Regions from separate parts of the Capra hircus genome. Here region 1 is linked to region 2. Evidence: chromatin contacts called from public Hi-C data. All regions are on one chromosome and are shown on one strand. The core of a region is the stretch at or near the end of the contact, and the rest is flanking DNA. Distances in the headings are between cores, read along the strand shown.

Evidence for each region. Hi-C and Micro-C count contacts between places; a contact is called where the count stands out from the background.
Region 1: a Hi-C map of blood shows a contact between it and region 2, with 3 times the contacts expected there. The contact joins the promoter of BCL2 here to the enhancer-like site in region 2. A contact is called at or near these places in 3 of 5 Hi-C or Micro-C datasets (all in blood).

Annotation. Positions count from the first base shown.
Region 1 is chr24:61,767,272-61,772,766 of ARS1.2, reverse strand. It overlaps BCL2 (BCL2, apoptosis regulator), which reads left to right and starts at 1,895. Exons shown (of 2, transcript NM_001314213.1): 1 at 1,895-2,449. The coding sequence starts at 1,895.
Region 2 is chr24:61,585,195-61,590,517 of ARS1.2, reverse strand. The region is part of intron 1 of BCL2 (BCL2, apoptosis regulator); the gene reads left to right. Among named protein-coding and RNA genes, the nearest start is that of BCL2, 180 kb to the left of the region's middle. Within about 2 kb of position 3,702, at least 3 of the 5 cell types and tissues checked have an H3K27ac peak or open chromatin away from gene starts, as enhancers often do.

The DNA.
Region 1 (5,495 bases), core at 646-3,145, 180 kb before region 2:
CGGAGGCCGGCGCCGAGGCCCCTGCCCGGGGTCAGCATCGGCCGAGGGTGGACCCCGGGTGCGGACGCGCGCTCACGCCACGCGCGCGCCCGCGGCGAGGAAGGGTCCCAGCGGCTCCCGGCGCCCGTTTTCTCGGGGTTCCCCCCCCCCCGCGCCTCCGCCCCCGGCAGCCGACCCCCGCCGCGGGCGGTTCCCCGGGCGCCCCCGGCCCCTCGCGGGCCCCGGAGACCCCGAGCGCGCGCCCGGCCGCCGCAGGCCCGAGGAGGCCCCTCGCGCGCCGCCCGCGCCGCCCGCGCCCCCCACCCCGGCCGGGCGCGCGGAGCGGGCGGGGCGTCGCGGGCCCCCCGACCCCCCGGCCCCGCGGCCCCCGCCCGCAGGGCCCCCGGCGGGGCGCGCGCGGAGCGCCGGCCGCGGCGCCTTTAACCCGGCCGGGGGGGCGGCTCCGGGGAGGGCCCGTCCTTTCTTCTTTTTTTGAATGAACCGTGTGACGCACGCACAGGAAACCGGGCGGTTCGAGCGGAGAATGAAGTCAGAGGCCGGGCCCCCCGCGCCGCCCCCTTCCTCCCGCCGCCCCGCCCCGCGCCCGGTCCCCCCGCCGCCGCGAAGGTGCGGGCGCCGGGCCCCCCCCGGGCGGCGTCCTCGGCCGGAGCGCGCGGCGCGGGGGCGGGGAGAGGGTGCGCGGCCCGGAGGCGGGGTGCGCCGGTGGGGTGCAGCGGAAGAGGGGTCCGGGGGGGAGAACTTCGGAGCAGTCATCCCTTTTTAGGAAAAGAGGGGGAAAAAAAAAAATAAAGCCCTCCCCCGCCAGCGCCGCCTCCCACCCTCGCGGCACCACACACAGCGCGGGCTCCTCGCGCTCGGCACCGCGGGGCCGGCGCGGCCAGCCTGCGTCTATCGGCAGCTCTTCGGAAAATGCCTTGGCCGTTCGGAGTTTGATCCGGAGAGGATCCCCGCCCGCGTCCGCGGCTCGCCCGCCGGCTCCGGCCCGGTGTTTTCTCCCCGGGGAGGCGTGAGGCGGCCCCGCGGATACAGACCCATGTGTGTGCCCGCGCGTGTGTGCGCGCGTGAAAATTGCCGAGAAGGGGAAAAATCACAGGACTTCTGCAAATACCGACTGAGAAATGGTAATTCATCCGCCGCCACCGCTGCCTTCCGTTTGCTCGTGCTCTTGAGATCTCCGGTTGGGATTCCTACAGATTGACATTTCTGTGAAGAAGTCTAGGAATCAAACTGGAAATTCTCCTAATTTTTTGCACCCCCCTCCCCCAACTCCTGATTCATTTGGAAGTTTTCAGAGCAGCTCTAACTGGAGAGTTCTGAAGATTGATGGAATCTTTTTGCCTTTTCATTTGTTTTCACAAAAAAGGAAACTTCACAGAGGATCATGCTGTCCTTGAAAAATACCAGTAAGTTCTTTGCACAGGAAATTGGTTTAATGTAACTGTCAGTGGGAACCTTTGCGATTTTCACTTTAAGTGCATTGGAGTAAGTTTAATTTCCAGGCAGTGTAATATACTCTTTTCAGCGTGTAACTTGTAGTGTGTGTGTGCCCTGCTTTCAACCAGCGTACAGAGGGAAACGCACCTGATTTTGACTGATTAGTTTTTTTAACCTTTCAGCATCACGGAGGAGGTGGACTGATATTAACAGTAATTAATAATGTGCCTCATGAAATAAAGATCCGAAAGGGATTTAAGTAAAAATTTCCAGGATCTCATGCCAAGAGGGAAACACCAGAATCAAGTGTTCCGCGTGGTTGAAGACACCCCCTCTTCCAGGAATGCAAAGCACATCCGATGAAATAGCTGGATTGTAACTCTTCTCCCCATTTGCGGGGCCGTGGGGCGGGCAGCGGGGGGGGGCGAGAGGTGCTGTGGGGCGAGAGGTGCGCGGAAGGATGGCGCACGCGGGGGGCACAGGCTACGATAACCGCGAGATCGTGATGAAGTACATCCACTACAAGCTGTCGCAGCGCGGCTACGAGTGGGATGCCGGAGCCGCGGGCGCCGCGCCCCCCGGGGCCGCCCCCGCGCCGGGCATCCTGTCCTCCCAGCCGGGCCGCGCGCCCGCGCCCTCCAGGACCTCCCCGCCGCCGCCCCCGGCCGCCGCCGCCGGGCCTGCGCCCAGCCCGGTGCCACCTGTGGTCCACCTGACCCTGCGCCAGGCCGGCGATGACTTCTCTCGGCGCTACCGCCGCGACTTCGCCGAGATGTCCAGCCAGCTGCACCTGACGCCCTTCACCGCGAGGGGACGCTTCGCCACGGTGGTGGAGGAGCTCTTCAGGGACGGGGTGAACTGGGGGCGCATCGTGGCCTTCTTTGAGTTCGGAGGGGTCATGTGTGTGGAGAGCGTCAACCGGGAGATGTCGCCCCTGGTGGACAGCATCGCCCTGTGGATGACCGAGTACCTGAACCGGCACCTGCACGCCTGGATCCAGGACAACGGAGGCTGGGTAGGTGCTCGTCTGGGTGTGAGCCTGAGCCGGCGGTCCCAGTGGCGGGGTGTGGCTGGGCCCAGGGTCAAGGGCAGGCCAGTGGAGTGGAGCCAGGTGTGTGGTCTCCCTTTCTCTTCCCCTGCAGAGAGCTCTCCCCGCCAGCCCCACCGCGATCGCTCCTTCCCCGGAGACATTGCTTCCCTTGCGCCAGCTGCTGAGGTCCAAAGATCCAGGCTTTGCTGCTCAGTAGAATTTGGGGATAAAGAGCATCCCTTCGAGGTCCTGAAACTGGGAGTCCAGGGATCCCCCTGATCACGGTACCTGGTGGAGGAGCTTATTGAAAAGGAGCATTTCAGGGACAACTCATAAACTGGATGCCAGGCTGAGTCCTGACTATCTGTATCAGAAATAAGCTCCCCTGGGGGGGTTCTGCTTTGTCCTAAAATTTGAAAACCACTGGATTAGAAGAGCAGACTCCTCTAGAGGCCCAGGGGCCTGCCTTCTCTGGCTCACTTGGTAAAATCTACCCAAAGAGGAAAACCAGTGTAGCCCCTTTCCCTAGAAAACCTGGATGATTGTGAAAAGGTTAAGTTGACTTCCAGAGTCTGTTGACACTGACCTCCAGTTTGTGCCACGTTCATAGTGGGCATGACGTTGTGTCTTGAAGAACCCTAGGCTATGGGTGTTTGTTTCATCACTGACGGATTTCGCGTTGGCCGCCTGCCTTGTATTCTATTTCTATAACTTGTGTACGATTTAGAAGTTCACTGGAATTTTTAGTATATTTTATTTTCTACCCTAACCTACAATGCACATCGTTTGGTGGGATCCTCTGCGGGGCAAACTTGTGTCCAGAGTATCTATATAAAGATAGAAGAATTGATTCTTAGCTGTGGATTCTCATGCTGTGACTTTAGTTGAAGTGATTGATGCTTGTATTTTTGAAGAACATCTGTGAGCTGTTTTTTTTTTTTTTTCCTGGTACTATTGTGCTAGACAGAGCCTCCGTCATGTCACCATAAAGCTCTTTTTGTGAGCGTGATTCTTCGGGGGAGGAGTACAGCTCATAAGACTGAAGAAGTGTCATTGACATCTGTACTTCATATCTGAAATGATTAATTTGTGAAAAAGTGAAAGAGGAATAACTCTGGTTCAAGTTTTTTGCAGACTTTCTGTTTTAATCTGAAGAGCTGTCTTGAAAAAGGGTGCCATTCAGTGGTTCCTTTTACAGTCGCCAGGATTACTGCTCTTACTCTCTTATAGGACCTAACAGGAGCAAAACCCTTAGAAGGCACTACACGTGGGTTCGATTTCAAGAAGCACATCACATAGTTTACAAAGTGTGCGCGTACGGGGGGCTGAAAAGAGAAAAGCCAAGAAAAGCAGATGACTGAATGAGAACGCCGGGCCCGCGTGGCCAAAGCTGGCAAAGCCCTGATGCCGTGTTTAGTGTTTAAGAGTGAAAATCCGCATTCAACCCCTAAAATTTATTAATAAATGCTTTTTGTGAATTGTTTGTTTCTTTGAGATACCATGTTATCAGATCTTTAGTAATTCTGGAAGAGTTCTGTAGAAGGTGTAAGGAGTATTTTTGTTAAATGTTTGAGTAAGTAGCTGGTTTTGTTTGTAACCACTATAACCAAAGAGGTAGGGACTTCCAGACACCAAAAGGATCATTTTGAGACCAAAGTAAAAGTAACTGAACAGTTTGACTATTACATAACTTTTGTGAAAAAATATTAAAAAATTTTTCTTTCCAGTTGAAAGAAAGCCAAGGTGGTAACTGTCATGTGTCAAGTAATGCAATAAAAAGATGGGAAATGGAGACATATGTTTATGATAGAAATTAAGATGTAATCTTGATCTTTGTTGTAAAGTTGTGGTACATTAACATCTCATACAATTGAATTTTCTTTTTAAGTGAAGGCCCGCTCTTTCCTCCTTTCAAAATAGACTTTTCTTGGTAGAGCCTGTCTTTGTGGTCAACAGGTATCTGAGGTTGATAAATGTAGAGGCTACATTTTATGATGCCAAACCACAGTGACGTCCCATAGAACATGATAAACTTTTTCTTGACAAAACCTCGTATAGTAAAAATAAATCATATAGAAGCGCAAATTGCTGATGGCAAAATGTGTAGCGTTCAGGACAACATAGAGATGGATGACAAATAGGAAAACAAAGGACTTTGGCAGAAAAAAGTGTGAGGAAATGCCGTCATAAATGGGCACCTTGCAATAATAAAAGAGGTGGTAGTATTTGAGAAGTGTATTTGGGGGACTGATTTACATGTCCTTTCCAAAGATGCATTATGAACCTAAATTTTTATTTTGAGCATTTGGCATCCAGACAGATTTTCCTCCCAATTTGCACCAACCAGAGTTGCTTCTCTCGTAATACGTGTCATGGGATGGCGTAAAGGACTTGGTGAGGATGGGTGAGTTTCAGAGGAGAGCTGGCACATTCTCTTAACGTTGGACAGTAACTTGCCCTGCGTACAGGACTCAGTGGATCAGCCCATCTGCTGAATCTGTTCTGATGGGGGCTTTAGACTCGAAGTCGCACTTGGGCTTTGCTGCTGCTGCTTCTGAGGCTGAGGGAGAACGGTTTGCATTCCGAGCTCCGTGAGCGGCAGAAAGCAGGGCCTTGGATGGTCAGTGTCTGAGAGACGGTCTCAGAAGTCTGCACGTCACACTAACACTCAGGAAGAAACGGGCTGTGGGGTGGACTGGGGCTTTATCCCTGAGTCTGAATAAAGCATCTAGAGGGAGGCAGGGTAGCAGAGCGGCGAGACGGCAGTGGTTCTAGGAAGCATCTGAGACCTGCCTCTCCACGTGTGGGAGCTCGCGGGCGTCCCCTGGGAGCGCCTTGGAGGAGCAGCGCCTCAGGTTCCACCCAGAGCCTCTGAGTCAGAGCCTGTGGTTCGCACGTCTGCAGGTGGTGGGGTGCACAGGGGGGTTAGAGGTGCCGGCTACCGTCACCGACCACTGATTCCCGTACATCTTTTAGGAAAAATGAGAGTCCGGGAGGGGTCCTGCAGCGCCCCTTCCAGTGGCCTCCTGGG
Region 2 (5,323 bases), core at 2,453-4,952:
TGCTTCCCTGCAGGATGCGAGCGTCCTGGGAGGTAAAGCAGGGCTATTAATAGCGACTCGCTTGCCGCGGACTGAGGACCCAGGATCGGGGCGTTGAGGCGGGGGCGGGGTGCGCCCCCCTCGCGGTGAGGGCGGCAGACAGGGTCCTGAGCCTGTCGCGGAGGGAAAGCCCGGCCCGGCGTGGTGCGGAGCTTCCAGAAGAGATGCCGTGCTGGTTTCTCAGCCAGTCCTGACAGCGGGTGTCAGCGCAGGTCCGGCCGGAGGCTGGCGGGCCGCGGAGGACGGCGCCCCTTCCTGCTCCGCCACTGGACACACGCCCTCCAGGTCCGAGGTCGCTTTCAGCAAGTTCGTTAGGAATGCGCTCCTCTGCTCTCTCCCCACACCACTCTCAGTCAACACCTGCTGACTTAAACCAGCGGAGAGTCAGGCCTGCGGCCCTCAACGCAGGTCTGGGAAATCAGGGCCCTGCGCACCCCCGCCCCCGTCTGGTGTCCCGATGACAGCACTCAGGCCACGCTGCGGGGCTCGGCGAGCATCCGCCCAGTTCCATCTCTAGCCTATGAATTCGCTCCGGGGCGGCAGGGAGGGCCCTGGGTTCCTCGGCTGGCAGGACCCCGGGTTCACGGGCCACGTGGCTGGCGCAGCCCAGAGGGGGCTCTCCGGGGCGGGGGCGAGTCTCCCTGCTGCCGGCCGCACAGAGTGAAGGCCACGCTCACATCCGGGCAGGTCTGGACCCTGGCAAGGGGGCCACCCGTGAGCAAGGGTTCCAGAATAAGCAGCTCCTTCTGTCCAGTTGCGTGCGGCATAAAAATAGTTTAGTGCCCTTCTTCACGTCGTGTAAAAAATACGATTTTAAATAATAATTGACAAACCTTAAAATTCAATTCTAAGTGATTGACTTTTAAAAAATGTTTATTTCCGGCGGTGCTGGGTCTCGGCCGCTGCCTGCGGGCTGCTCTCCAGCTGCGGCGCCGGCCGCTCGCTGCTGCGGCTCCTCCTGCGCAGCGCGCGCTCTAGGCCGCCCGGCTCTGTATTGAGACGCGGCAGTTGCGGTGCTCGGGCTTAGCTGCCCAGTGGCGTGTGGGATCTCCCCCAACCAGGGGTCACACCAATGTCCCCTCTATTGCAAAGCACTGGACCAGTGGGAAGCCACTGGACCATGAGGGAAGCGTGACTGCTTGGTTTTAGTATTTCTAATGTCGTGAGACCCATCACTGTTCTCTAATTCTAGAACTGTTTATCACTCTGGCAAAAAAAAAAAAAAAAAAAGGCCTGTGCCCGTAAGCAGTCACTGTCCACTCGTCTCTCCTCAGCCCCGATCCACTCCCGTCCCGTCGGATTTGTCTAATTTGGACATGCCATAGAAATGAAAGTGAGGTCGCTCGGCCGTCTCCGACTTTGCAACCACATGGACTGTGACCCACCAGGCTCCTCCGGCCACGGGATTTTCTAGGCAGGAGTTCCGGGTGGGTTGCCACTTCCTTCTCCAGGAGATCTTCCCAACCCAGGGATCGAGCCTGGGTCTCCCCCACCGCAGGCAGACTTTGCCATCTGAGCCACCAGGGAAGCCCATGGCGGCACGCGATGTGTGGCCTTCATGCCTGGCGTCTTTCATCCAGCATGCTGTTTTCAAGGTGCATCCACGTTACGGCTCGTATCAATGCTTCATCCTTTTCTGTGGCGGCATGATATTCCATGGTGTGGATGGTACCCTGCTGCTGCTGCTAAGTCGCTTCAGTCGTGTCCGACTCTGTGCGACCCTTAGACGGCAGCCCACCAGGCTCTCCCGTCCCTGGGATTCTCCAGGCAAGAACGCCGGAGTGGGCTGCCATTGCCTTCTCCGGATGGTACCTTACTGCTTGTCTATTAGCTGATAGACATTTGGGTCACTTCCACTTTGGGCTATTATAAATCACCCTGATGTGAATACGTGTGTTCACGTTTCTGTGTGAACATATATTTTCAGTTACCTTGGGTGTGCATCTAGAAGCAGAATTGGCAGGTCGTGGGGTAACCGCTCACTTCTGTGAGCAAGCCCCACTCTTTTCCACAGAGGCTGCGCTCTCTTCTTTTCCCATGAGTGATGGGTGCAGTCTCTGCTTTCTCTCCTTCCTTGTCGGCGCTGGTTATTGTCCGCTTTTGAGGCGAAAGCCATGCTGGTCGGGATGAAGTGATATCTTATTGTGGTTTCCATTTGCATTTCCCTAAATGACGGATGTAGTTCTAGACCATTTGGAGATCTTCTTCTGTGAAATATCTATTCAAATCTCTGCCCATTCTTTAATTGGGCTATCCGTCTTTTTATTGTTGAGTTGTAATAATTACACTATTTTTTGCTTGATGTGCTTTCATTCCAACAAAATTCCATCATAATGGGATGTTTCCCCCTAACAGTGAAAATAACATAAGCCCAGAGCAAGAAAGGACCAAGTGCCAGAAAATACACGGCTCTCTCGCCAAAAGAAGGTAGTGGAATGAGGAAGGTCAGGAAGAAAAATGAAGTCACTTTGTTTTAAAGCCAAAACCCTGCAAGGCAGTTTCCTGCGGCCTCTGGGCCTAAAGGGTCCTGGGGGAGCCACCCTTTGAAGGAGGACAGCAGCCGTGGTCTCCTTCCTCAAACCCCAGAGCCCGAAGGGCAAATGCCTTTGTTGTTTACTCGCTCGGTTGTGTCCGACTCCGCAACCCCGTGGACTGCAGCCCGCCAAGCTCCTCTGTCTGTGGGATTTCCCAGGCAAGAACACTGGAATGGGTTGCCATTTCCTCCTCCAGGGGAACTTCCTGACCCAGGGATGGAACCTGCATCTCCTACACTGGCAGAAGATTCTTTTTAATATTGAGGCACCTGGGAAGCCCCAAAATGCATCCACACACACTGCTTTTTTGCATGCATATATAGAACTCTCCTGCTCGCCAAAGCTGCTGTGAACGCGTGAGAATATCAAGGAGCCATTCTTATAATGCAGGCCTGTGTCTTGTTTAACTTTAAGACTCCTCAGCACCTTATAAAAAATGTCTGGTTCCCAAATGAATCAGCAAGTCAAAGATGAGATTTCAGGGTCTTCTACAGATACGGCTTTAGCCTCACGCTGGTTTATCATCTGAACCTGATGAACCAAATAGTACGACTATTTAACATTTTTTTAAAGCACATTTTGCTATAGATGCATTGCTTGGCCCATTTCCACAGACACCTTTCGAATCTCTGGACTGTTCTCACTTCCTAAGCCCACAGGTGGCCAGGTCCCCACTCCTGCAGTGTTCACACAGCTGGCGCGGCCTGGAATTCCTCACTGCACTTCTCTCCAGACTGCAGCGACTGCCCAGCCCCAGAGCAGAGAGACTAGCAGAACCTCTGAGGTCCCACCGGGCCGGCAGCCTCTGGTTCCGGCCTCCAGCACGTGGACAGGGCCCGCTGCCTTTGAGCTGGCCCCGCGGCTGAGGGGTCCCCAGAGCAATAGACGCCTTTGCAAATGAGGTTCAAAGTCTGCCCTGCTCTAGAAGGGAAGGAGCCCTTGGGGCTCTCATTTTCCTGCCCTCCCTCCGGCTCCTCCGGGCCCCTGCCTGATTTGCATCCTCAGCTCACTTCGCATCACAAAATACACCCAATCTTCCCTGGACCCGAGGTGGGCGGGCCAGTCCTGTGTGGGCTTCTCATCTCCTGCCATCGTTCTGGTTTCTGGTTACACCCGGATGACACTCGGATCAGGTTTCATTTTTATGTCCTCGGCCTGTGACGCAACGAGCCCCTCCCCCTGGGCCCAGAGTGCCTCCAAGGTGGAGCCCCCTTTACTGCCGGGCTGGGGGCCCCCGAGGACCTCGGTGAAGGGTCCCGAGGCCTCTGACGCTCACGGGCCCCCATCTGCAGGCCAGGCAGCTGTGTGTCCTTCGGTTATATGCTCCAGTCGTCAAGGTTTTTTCTGTTTCCTTTTCCCCCAAGCCCGGAATCAATACTTCAGGAGTAAAAGGGCGGGTGGTGGGGAGGGGGTGGGGGGGGAGGAAGCGCCCAGGGGACTGGACTTAGCCACCGCCCACCACGGCTCTCTACTCCAGACGGAACCTTCCAGACTCATTCAGCACAAAGTGGCTGCAGAGGAAATCCTGCCAGTCCAATGATAAGGCGGGAAGTAGAGTCACTTCCTCACCAGCTGCTGCGCTCAGGTAGACACAGCCCTGGCTCCCTCGCGTGTGCTGCGCAGGCCGCCTCGCCCAGAGGCCTGGCTGCCGCTCTCCCTTTGATCTCAGCCCTAGTGGGCGTCCGGACATCACTGCCTCCCGGCTTCAGGCAGAGCCCTCCTCTCTGCTGTGCAGGTGTCTCCCTCCCTGCCTGGCTCCCTCCTTTTTCCCAGCATTCCTGCTCGCCTGGGGCCTGGACGTCAGCTGCCTCTGGGTACTGGGGAAACCGCGGGTCCTGTTTATTGGGAACAAGGCTCGTCCCCCTTGCTTCTGCAGTGGTGCTAGTGGTGAAGCACCCACCTGCCAGAGCAGGAGACGTGGGTCCGATCCTCCGTCAGGAAGATCCCCTGGAGGAGATAATGGCAACCCACTCTGGGATCCTTGCCTGGAGAAAACCCCATGGACAGAGGAGCCTGCTGTCCATGGGATCGAAAAAGAGTCAGACGCGACTGAGCAAGTGAGTGTGCGCACACACACTCATACCTCTTAGTAGATTCCAAGACAAGGGGCCACCAGCGGTCTTGCTGTTCCCATGAAGGTCTAGGGTGGCTTTGGCGCCTCTGATCACCTGCCCCGTCCTGTACAGGGGGCACCAGCGCTGCCTCTATCGCTGTGCGCAGACTACTGCTTTGTTACCTCCGCCTCTCGGCATTCTCAGTCTTCACAAGACGGGGATCTCCCTGACAGAGGGACAGATGGTTCAGCGGGCTTGGAAAATGCCCCACAGCTTGTACCTCCCTTGGAGACTCCAGGGCGTTCAGGTGGGATGCTATTCAAAACTGCTGAATGGCACCGTGCCACCACCAATGTGGCACGAACACCGACCAGTCAGATCCAGCGCTGACCATTCTGAATGCCCTGAACTTGAGTTCTTCACTGGAGACACTAGAAGCTGCTGCAGCAAATAAAAAAAGGCGTCCGATTTTGTTCCAGTGCAGAATTTATTTGTCCTCTGTATATGCTCCTTTTGAAAAACATCACCTATTAAAATGTGTTTGGAAAGCCTGGTCTACGGTAAGGTGTACTTCAGTTCCACAAGCATATGCTGAGTGCCTGACATGTGGCAGAAACATGCTCCAGGGATCCAAGGATAAATAAAGCATGGTCCCTGCACCTCCAGGTGCTAATAGCTGAATGAGGGGGAGACAGA